Regions from separate parts of the Mus musculus genome. Here region 1 is linked to region 2. The links are chromatin contacts, called in public HiChIP or PLAC-seq maps. All regions are on one chromosome and are shown on one strand. The core of a region is the stretch at or near the end of the contact, and the rest is flanking DNA. Distances in the headings are between cores, read along the strand shown.

Evidence for each region. HiChIP or PLAC-seq counts read pairs in DNA pulled down with a chosen protein or histone mark.
Region 1: an H3K27ac HiChIP or PLAC-seq map of microglia shows a contact between it and region 2, with 4 times the contacts expected there. The contact joins two enhancer-like sites. A contact is called at or near these places in 10 of 39 promoter capture datasets (the C10 cell line, the HPC-7 cell line, cranial neural crest and 7 more), 5 of 15 datasets of contacts at CTCF or cohesin (the G1E-ER4 cell line, embryonic stem cells, large pre-B cells and 2 more), 156 of 484 Hi-C or Micro-C datasets (the 63-12 cell line, the AML12 cell line, the AtT-20 cell line and 95 more), 25 of 115 datasets of contacts at active chromatin or transcription factors (the HPC-7 cell line, Th17 cells, acute myeloid leukemia and 17 more) and 5 of 9 other capture datasets (adipose tissue, bone marrow-derived macrophages, embryonic tail and 2 more).

The regions. Positions count from the first base shown.
Region 1 is chr7:99,778,815-99,784,072 of GRCm38.p6, forward strand. No RefSeq gene overlaps it. Among named protein-coding and RNA genes, the nearest start is that of Olfr521, 14 kb to the left of the region's middle. Within about 2 kb of position 2,732, at least 27 of the 459 cell types and tissues checked have an H3K27ac peak or open chromatin away from gene starts, as enhancers often do. A contact at or near this core is called in adipose tissue and microglia, where this site is marked.
Region 2 is chr7:99,663,153-99,668,398 of GRCm38.p6, forward strand. Slco2b1 (solute carrier organic anion transporter family, member 2b1) reads right to left here. Exons shown (of 14, transcript NM_001252530.1): 9 at 3,740-4,097; 10 at 1,627-1,792. Among named protein-coding and RNA genes, the nearest start is that of Gm25409, 12 kb to the left of the region's middle. Within about 2 kb of position 1,624, at least 96 of the 459 cell types and tissues checked have an H3K27ac peak or open chromatin away from gene starts, as enhancers often do. A contact at or near this core is called in adipose tissue and microglia, where this site is marked.

The sequences.
Region 1 (5,258 bases), core at 1,482-3,981, 120 kb after region 2:
AAAACTTACAATTATTATTTTATGTTACTTTTTCTTTTCAGTGGGTTGTCTTGAGTAATTTCTAGACTGGGGGAATTTTTCCATCCATGAGCTGTGTAATGAATGTTCTTTCTAGAGAGGGGGCTAGCAGACCTTAGAAGCATGAAGGGAAGTATCAGGGTTCAGGTGTTGGTTAGTTTTAAGTGTCAACTTGACACAAACTAGAGCCACTTATAAAAAAATTGTCTGAATAAAGAATTATCTAGATCAGGTTGGCTTGTAGCATATCTCTATGGAGTTTTCCTGATTCTTAACTGATTTTGGAAGAGGCAGTCCACTGTAGGCAGTACCATTCCCTAGGCTGGGAGGTCCTGATCAATGTAAAGAAAAAAAAAAAAAGCTACTCGGAGAGAGCTAGTTGAGAGCAGGTGTGAGTGGCTTGCTTCTTGAGTTCCTGTCTTGACTTCCCTCGGTAATCAACTGTAACTTGGAATTGTAAGTGGAATAAACCCCTGCCAGATGTATCATCACAGCAACAGAAATGAAAGTGAGACAAGGGAACTGTAGTGGCTATTCCTGGTTGTCAACTTGACTATATTTGTAATGAACTACAATCCAGAATTGGAAGGCTCACCAGTGACCCTTATCTGGATCTTGGTTTGGAGATCTTGAGCCATAGTAGCTATGGATTCCAGAAGATTGAATCTCTGAGTTCAAGGAACACACCTTTAATCTGGGCTACGGCTTTCATCTGGGATTAAGGGTGTGGTGGAACACACCTTTAATCTGGGCTACACCTTCTGCTGGAGACAATATAAGGACATTGGAAGAAGGGAGTCTAGCTCTTGCTCTTGCTCCTTCGCCTGCTTGCTGCGTGAGACTGAGTAACTGCTAGATCCTTGGACTTCCATTCACAGCTGCGACTGAATCATTGTTGGGAATTGGGCTGCCGACTGTAAGTCATCAATAAATTCCTTTACTATCTAGAGACTATCCATAAGTTCTGTGACTCTAGAGAACCCTGACTAATACAGGAACCATGGGTATCAGGGTCTAGGAGAAGCCGAGAGTTGGTGCTGTTGTGCGTTGCAGGAGCCCAGTGAAGTATCCTTGTATTTTCCCGTTTTACTAAGGACCTCCTCCCAGGCTGAGATCCCCTCCATTTCAGTTATCTGTGGGGCTAATCTCCAGAGAACTTGTTACTTTTGGAATTGTTCCTTTAATAAAACTTTTGTTTGACTAAATCAACCAAAGGAGTTCTCAGTTCTTTCAAACAAGACTCTGAGCGCTACTGCTGGGTAGTTTTCTGTCACTTGCAACCAAAAATGTCTTGGTTAGTTTGCAGCAGAGCCCCCTTCTGCCCCTGCATGTTCTTCACATGCAGAACCAGTCACTGGGATGTCTTCCTAACACTCCCAAGTCAGTCTCTGGAAAGAGGAAGGGCAGGATGAGTGACACACACTGAACAGTCAATATGGTTTCAAGACTTCCGTATGATCTTTTCCTCTCCTTTACCCAGAATCCTCCCCTTCTGACACGATCTTTAGGAGTTGGGATGCAAGGGAAATGATTCTGTTTGTTCCTGTTTCCCACTCCTACAGCACAAGTGTCTCTAAGGATCCCCCACAGCAAGAGAACTGCATCTGGGACCGTCTGAATTGGTGCACACAAGGACAAGAAAGGATTACCAGGCTGAGCAGCTGATGGAGAAGAAAAGCTTGGGAAGAGGAAATGTGGCCTGAGGGGGTATGGACAGAGAACAAGATGGAAGGCTACAGTTCCATCCATGTAGTCATAATGGTCTGTCTGGTTCATGGTCACAGCCATCCCTCATCCGCAGCCACCATCTCAATCCTTTCCCTTCACATCTGATCGTGTACCCTGAAGACAAGAATTCCTCCTTCTGTTTCCTTCTGATGGTCTCGTGTCTCCCATACAGATGAGACTACACATCTGTAGCAGCTTCCTCCTTTGATGATGGGTCTTAGCCTTCTCTTGGGCTGTCTGCCTTCCACTCCAGTCCATCTGGTTGTCTGCACTCTATTGTCATCCAGGAATGCCCAAAGGAAGATGGAGAGTCATCTCAGTTCCTAGAGCTCAGCACAAAATCAGAATAAAATCTAAAGTAGTTTACTTGGTTTTTTGTTTGTTTGTTTGTTTGTTTTTGTTTTTGAGATAGGATCTTATCATGCAGCAAGACTGGCCTCAAACTTAAAATACTCCCCCCTCAGCCTCCTGAGTGCTGGGATTTCAGATGTACACCACCACACCATACCACTCCCAAGTCAAGGGCTAACTACTGTGAGTTAAGAGGCAGTTTGGTAGACAGCAGGTCATCAGTGGGTATTGTAGGGAGGAATAGAAAGAGAAGAGAGAGAGAGAGAGAGAGAGACAGACAGACAGACAGATAGACAGACAGACAGAGACAGAGAGAGAAAGAGAGACTATCCTTCTTCTCAGAGCCTAAATGGAGGAAGATGAGCAGCAGAAGAACATTTCTTATTAGGCTATTTGATGTCCTCAAAGCAAAGGTGTCAGTGAATGCAATAGAGTATCTCAAAATAAATAGTAAGAAAGTTCCATGAAATAAAGAACTAATTTCACAGCATTAAAGGATACAGTAGACATCAAGAAGAATAAATGAGAGTAGGAAACAGATTACCTGTGCACACTGCCATGCCATACTGCACAAGGTCATGAACAAACTAAGAGAGGAAGCAAAAGCCCTTATCCACATCAGGGCCACATGATGACCAGCTCACTCAGAGCTAAAGGCAGCAGGCAGACATTTCAGACACACAGGAAGTGGTAACACAGCACCCGTGGGCTCCGCTCTGAAAGTCTGTTATGTAAGACAATGCAGACAGCCAGCAGACGACTCAAAATAAAGAATGGCCAGAATTAAGAATCGGTGATAAAAGTGACAGTGATGAGTAGCATTTAAATACAGAACCTAGGCTGAAGCATTCTGGGAATTATAACTACGGAACAAAAATTAATGTTCTGAACTTTGACAAAGTAAAATTAATGATACAACTAATATCGTTCAGGATCAAAGAACAAGTATACAAAGTCAATATCCTTTAAAATGAAAACGAGAAATTAGAAAGTAACAGCTTCTATTTATTAATGTTTTCCAGTCCTTTTTTCCTTTATTAACCCTTGTGCTTCATTTAGTAGTTAACGTCTCTTGAGCAAAAGACACATTTATCTTTATTGGCTTTTAGGTTAGCAGACAAAATAAGGATGAAACTGTCCTTTATGCTCATTTGTTCCCCTCCCCCACAGCCACTGTCCTGCCTCCTCCTCTTCAGCTGGTTCCTCTTCTCCTAGTTAGTGCTCCACCCCCTTCTGCTTTCTGATCACATGGAACCTTGGGACCTCTTTCTGCCTTCTGTTTTCTTTTTCAGTTTCACGACCTAAAGAATGCACATATAAACATGTGTGCATATGCACATACACAAACACAAACAGAAAGAAAGAATGAATGAATGAATGAATGAATGAATGAAAGAGAGAGAGAGAGAGAGAACACACCATGTGCAGTATGTGTCTCTCTGAGTCTGCCTTGTTTCACTTAGCACAGTGACCTTTCAATTGAAGATGTCCCTGAAACAGGCCATGACTTCGTTTCTTTGTACGGCTGCATAAAATATAAGCACCTCCTTTTCTCCACCCACTCATCTGTTAATGGACATTCACCTAGTTCCAATTCCTGACTATTGTAAATACCACAGCTATAATGAAAATTACAAGCATCTCTTATGAGTTCTGTGAGTACATACCCCAGAGTACCATAACTGGGTCAGAGTCATTGCAGTTGCTGCTTTTCTAGGACCATCCATACTAATGTACATGGTTGCTATATGAATTTGCATCACAACTATCATTGATTAAGAGGCTCTCTCTCCCTATATCCTTACCAGTCCTTGTTAATATTTTAAGACTGATTTTTATTATTTTTAATTATGTGTAGGTGCATATATCTGTCTATGGGTGTGTACATGTATGTGGAAGTACCCCCAGTGGCCAGAGCCATCTCTCCGGTGCCCTTGGCCACTGAGCCATCTCTCCAGTCCCATTCCGGCTGAGTTGATTTTCTCAACTCAGTTTTACTTTGCATTTCCCTGATAGCTAAGACTGTTGAATACTTTTTGAAGTATTTACTAGCTATTTCTATTTCTTCCTTTGATATCTATTCAATTCACAGACAATCCACCGACTGAGTGGTTCAGCTTTTTGGTAATTTTTGCAATTTTTTATATGTCCTGGATATTAACCCACTGTCTTATTTAGAGTTGGTAAAGATATCTTCCCCCTTCTGTAAACTGTTTCAACCCAAACCAAAGTACAAAAGGATTATAAGACAACAGTGTGAACTATGACACATCAGTGAACTAGATTAACAAGATAAAATGAAAATTTTCTATAAACACCCAGGAGAGTCCAGAAAAAGGGGAAAATATCAAGTGTAAGCAAAGAGGCTGGATGGAAAAAGCTTACAACCAATAAAAGTCCAGAGCCGAGGATGTGCTTGGTGTGTCCTGTGACTTACAGAATAATTAACATTATTCTCAAGGATGTTAAGGGGGGAAAAGAGGGAGGAACACCATGGAAGTCATTAGATGAATTCAGCATCAGCATCATAGCAGAGCCCAGGCAAAGACATCAAAAGAAAGCTAACACCCATCCATCAATACCCTCTGTGATATAAATGCAAAACTTCTCGGTAAACGCTATCCAATTGAATCCATTTTCAAATCGTAATACACTGTGACCACATGAAATTTACCACAGACCGGAAGAGTGTCTGAATACATTAGAGTCTATATAAGGCAGCACAGAATGACGGGCGTGGGAGGATCACATGATCACCTTAATTGATGCAGTGAAAACATTTGACAAAATTCAATAGCCTTTCAAGGCTCAGAAAGCTAGGAAGAAATGGAATCTTCCTCTGAATGGGAATATGCACTCATGAGGAACGTACAGTAAGTGACCTCATTGCTGCAGGTTTGAAAGCCTTTCTTTCCTCCTAAAGCAAGAAGGAGAACACGAACAAGACAAGGTCTCCCTCTTTTGTCTCTTCAACATTGTTCTCAAAATCCTTGGTTGGTTGGTTAGTGGTTGTGGTTGTTTTTTGGTTTGGTTTAGTTTGGTCAACTTGACACAAGCTAGTTATCTGGTCAGGGGACCTCAGTTAAGAAAAATGCCTCCATCAGATTGGCCTGTGGGCAAGTCTATAGGACGTTTTCTTGGTTAACGATTGATGTGGGAGG
Region 2 (5,246 bases), core at 374-2,873:
AGGTGGCTGCAAGCTGCCAGCCATGGATGCTGGGGACTGAGCTCGGATCCCCTGCTGGAGCTGTCCACTCTTTACACTCGTAAACGTTGAGCCATCTTTGCAGCACTAGGTCAGACCTGGACAATTGGACCATAGTTACTGGAAGCCACAGCCAGCTGGGCAGGGATTGGTGAACTGCTGGCTAGGGTACCTGGAGACCCCTGGGCCTCTTGCTTCTTACTACAGAAAAAAAAATTCTCTGACAATTCTCAGCATGAGAAGGGTTGAGAAACCCAAGGTAGCATTTTGAAAGGATTTAAGCTCAGTGGCTACTGGGATGAGCAAGCAGAAGTTCCCACTGTCAGGGTGCATGGGGAAAGACTTTTGAGGCGAAGTATTTAGGAGATAGAACTAATGAAAGAAGAAAGATAGGATGGCAGAGGGAGGGGCCACTGGGATGTCCACCTATTGCCATGCAGAGCTGCTAGGTATGGCCAGGCTGTACTGGCAGAACTCTAAGCCCTCGCAGCGCTTCACATATGTAAGGAGTGGCCTTTAGGCTTCAGTTACATGCGGAGCAGCCCGCTGAGCTGCAGACGCCCTGGAGTCAGGTCATGGAAAAACATGCCAAAGCAGAGGACTGGCAGGTAGCTCCAACACTGCTCCTTTGCTTGGAAGGACAGCTGGGGTGGACACCAAGGCTGGACACTGCTTTCTAGATTCTTCTCCAAGCTTTCCTCATAGGCATCTATGTCCATGGTGGGAGGTCCTCACAGACGTCTCCAGTCTCCCCCACAGGGATGACTTTGCCTTATAAGCCTGAGATCTTACTCTGTCTCTACCTGAGTGCACCTTGGGCATGGACCAGCCCATTCCTGGGCCCAGGTTCTTATGATGAACCAAGGAGTTACATGTGACAAGAGCCAATCAACCCCAGGCTGGAAAGAATCCCTGAGCGCTGACCCTCCTGAGTGGTGGATCCTCTGAATCCAGTGCAGGCTTCGGACCAGAGACCTTGATTCTAGTCCCAGCTCTGGTATAAGACCTTGGGCACTGCTTAGTCCTTTCCCAGGCCTTCATTTATTATCTATACAATGGGCATAAAAAAAGTAAGTGCTTAAAATCTCCTAGGAACTGTGGCTTTTCTGCTTCCTTGCTAGTAAACTCACCCGGTAAACCACTCAGTGCAAGACCTGGGTGGGGAGGGAAGTCTAGCAAGACACACAAAGTGTGTGTTCCTAAAATCTCTACATATGCTGCTGTCCTGCCTAGAAAGTCCTCCCATCCCAAGCCCTTATTTTCCTAATGATCCCGGAAGATCTGTCACAGATGGTGCTTCTTTTGGGGCCCTCAGAGACCCTCCCAGATGGGCTGTGTCCCTTTCCACGCTTGTATGTACTGGTAGGGACCACTTCTGTCCATCTGTAGCCTGGAGTTCCTGTGGGTCATTTCCTCAAGCAAGCTAGCAGCTGGGAGCTCAGGCTCACCTCCCTGAGCCCTAGCTGGCAACGAAACTTGTTGACAGAACGGGGCTCTGCACTTGCCAAAGCAGAGGAACGAGGCAGAGACAGAGGGAAAGCAAGAGGTTCAGAGTGACAGGCAGCATGTGTGATAGGAGGAGTAGGGTGTGTGGGAGGTTGGCCTTACCTGGCTTTTGCCCAGAGCCTCCTGGACGACACGACCTGTGCAGCCTGCATGGCAGGGTGTGGTGTACTCCACATAGGCACTGGTATCACAAACAGGGTTAAAGTCATCTGATTGGCAGGAGCAGGGCTCTGAGCAGCCAGGAAACAGGCTTGGCCCTGGCTGGGCACTAGACAGAGAAGAGGCAAATGTGTTTGGCTGGGCTCTCTTCTCTCAGGCCTCTGGCTGAAGCCTGGCTCCTACTCTGAGAGGAGTGGCCAGTGATTTCAGCTGCAGCTGTTCCCTGAGGGAGAACCGCTTAAGGAACTTTCCTGATGGGGGAGTGAGGAGTCTGGGCTGTGGAGTGCCCTTTCAACCCTGGATTCTACATGTCTGGGAGCTTCTGCAAATATTCCTGTATTTGGATGGAACACAATTGAAATCCCTTCCAGAAGTGAGTGTCAGATGAAGGGGCCATTCTCTCTTTGAGCTGAATTGTTACTTTGTCTCAGCCAAGGACAGCTGCGGTGGGCCCTGGCAGGAGATGGAGCAGCTGTGGGGCCTCTAACCTATGCCTTCCTCCCTGCGGGACGGTAATTTCTCTGTAATCTGGGCTGGGGTTCCCTTCTCACTGTCGCTTTCCTGAAGTCTCACGACCTCTGTGGTCATTCTCCTGTCCTGCTCACAGTGTCAAGTGCCCCCACCAGAGGACCTGCCCCAGGATCCCAGGCGTGCTCTACCCTAGCTGGAGAACTGAGGTTGGATAGGAGCTGGAGCTAGAAGAGAGGCTGAGTCTAAAGGGGTGAGCACCCTGGGTTGGGGGCTAGAGAACAGCTTTGGGACATAGGCTGTAGCCTGGCTTTCATGCCAGGAGGAAACACAACACCCTTGCCAGGTGACACCGTATCTTCAGTAAAGTGGGTCTATCAACAGAAGCGATTATAGAGATCTCATGGAGACTCAGAGGAACACAAGAGGGAAACTCCATTGGCCTCGGAAAGCCTCAGTGAACTAGAACTTGGAGCGCATCAATTATAAGATCTTTGGTGAGAATATGGGTGAGATGCGATGTCAAGACTGAGGGAGGAGGGGAGAAAGAAGACACAGGCAAGCAGGATGGCCTGAGACCAGTTGAGTGAACTGGGGAAAGTCCCTATTCCTGTACAACTAGTGTCATGGACACCTGCCCAGAGCCAGGGCCTCTTACACACTCAGCAGGCTCAAGGCTCCCCCACCTCACCCCACCCCACTCCACCCGCGTGTGCTTCATAAAGTCTCCATGCAGTCTTTCTAATGGGTTCTATCATTGCCCCTTTGCTTAAAATCCCCACTGACTTGACATGAAACATAATTGCTCAGGCTTGGGGCTTCCTGTGGGCCCATAGGGTGTGGCCCGTACACAGAAGGCCCTACTCCAGACAGCCTGGCTCTTAGAGAAAAGAAGGAATGGAGTCAAGTGATGAGGGTGGGGTCCAAGTGTCTTGGCCCTGAGCTGAGTCCTCCGAAGTCACGTGAGAGAGGGACCAGGTGAGGAAACCTGGCACTTGAGTGGGGGAGGCTGTGCCAAGGGGGAAATTCTAGCTGGGTACTGGGCCAAACAAAGCTTAGTACATCTTCCAGTTAAAATGAGGTCACCGTAGGAAGAGGCAAGGTTTCTTAACCTCGTCTGCCTTCTTGAGGGGGACTGCCCAGTTCCTTGTTCACCTGCTTTTTGAAACCAAGGCATGGAGCTTGTCCCTTCTTGGGCAGACCTAATTTCATCTGGGAACAAATGTCTCTCTCAGGCTATGCTGGGTCCTGCCTCCTATGCGTGGCGTCCATTCCACTTCTGCGGGCCCGCAGGTCTCAGCCTCCCTGGAAATACTATCCCGCAACTGGCTGCACCCTGGCTCTTCCCAGGCCTCCTGGCCTTGGTGTTCCATCCATGCCTCTTCTGTGGCATTGGGTGCCTACCAGTGACCACTGCTTGCTTGTACCTGAGCCCAGAAAAGGGCTTGCATAGGGCTTTGTAGGCACTGGGGGAGGGGGAGGGGGAGGGGATACACTGTGTATGGGGGGGAGGGAGGGCGGGTAGGAGAGGTAGGTGGCTCACTGACCTATCCTCACCACGCACCTTCCCATGTGCATGCCCACTCACCCCAGGTCTTGTGTGATGCCTGCAATTTGATGGGTAGAGCAGCCAATGAAGAAGAGCGGCACGCTGAAGAGCAGACACAACAGCGAGCCGAGGAGGCAGAGGGCACTGCACTGCACCGGGCTCAGGTGGAGGCGCTTGACTAAGACACCTCCCATCATGATGCCCACGATGACCAGAGGGATAGTGAGGCAGCCAAGGAGCATGTTGGCAAAGGAGGCTGTGATGGAAAACTGGCGTTCCAGGAACTTAGGCAGGAAGGTGGCCATGCCCGCTACCATGGATGAGGTGCACACCTGGGACAGGACTACCAGCAAGAAGATGGGGTGGCGCAGATTCCGCAGCAGCACCCTAGGGAAGACTGTCGGGACAAGCGGGAAGGAGGTCAGCGTGGGCAGCCAGCCACAGTATCCACATCTGTCCAGCCCGCCCCATCTGTTCCGTTCTCTCTCTTCCATTCCGTTTAAGTCTAGCGTGTCCCATGCTATCACATTACGTTGGACTCTTTTCCCGTCCTGCTCTAGTTTTGAAATTCTCCTCACGCCTTTCAGTTCAGAGTTACGTGGGAGTTTATTAAATGTGTTTATTTCTGTTCGGGTCTGTTTGAGTCGAGTCTACTTCCCTCCATCTCATTTGGGTCTATTTCATTCACTCCGTCTCATTTCAGCCCCCCCCCCCATTTCTATTAGATTGTTCTCCCTCCCTCCACTCCCACCGGGTCCTTTCCATCTTGTCTTGCTCTTTTGAACCAGCCTGGGCTTGGGTCTTTCCTTCTTTGTCCTTAACTCAGATGCCCACTCCTGCCCTGATGCCTCTCGGCTAGAGTGTGTTTCCTGAGAGCATTGTACCGAACCAATTGTACATTTTATTCATTTAGCCGTTTTATTGCCAGCTCACCCCCATTTTATTTCAGAGTAGTAATTTTTACAGTATCAGTTGCTTTATCTCTAGAGCCCAGGGCACACTGGTCATTTTGTCAAAACGTTGTAAATACTGTTTAATGGATGAGGACTGGATCAAATGTCCAAACGCCGGGGGCAGAGAATCTCAGGTCTCCAGAGAAAATGAACCCTGGGCAGCCGTGGGCCAGGAGGCTCCCTGGATGTAGGACAGAGCTAGGACCTAGAGAACAAGGGGACTTGGAGAGGAATTCCTAATGGGATGTGGGCAGGAGAGCAGGCTGGAGACAGGCAGTAATCATGACTGTTCTGGCGTTGGGGACCTCCCTAGGATCTGGGTAGATCTGGAGTCCTACCTCAGTGCCTTGTTCAGGCTGCCCTTCCTAAAAGTGCTAAACCTTTGAGCTCAGAATAGTTGGTAAATCCCTCCCTTCCTTCCTGGGTTCCGTGTTCGGGCGAGTAGGGTGTACAGGGATGCCTGAGGACAGTTTCTGCTCTGATGGATGGGTTTCTCCGCTGTTAGACAGACAGACAGACAGAATGGGAAAGAAACAAGAGAAACCTGAATGTGCTAGTGAGGAGAGACATCCATAGAGGCCAGGCTAGAGAAA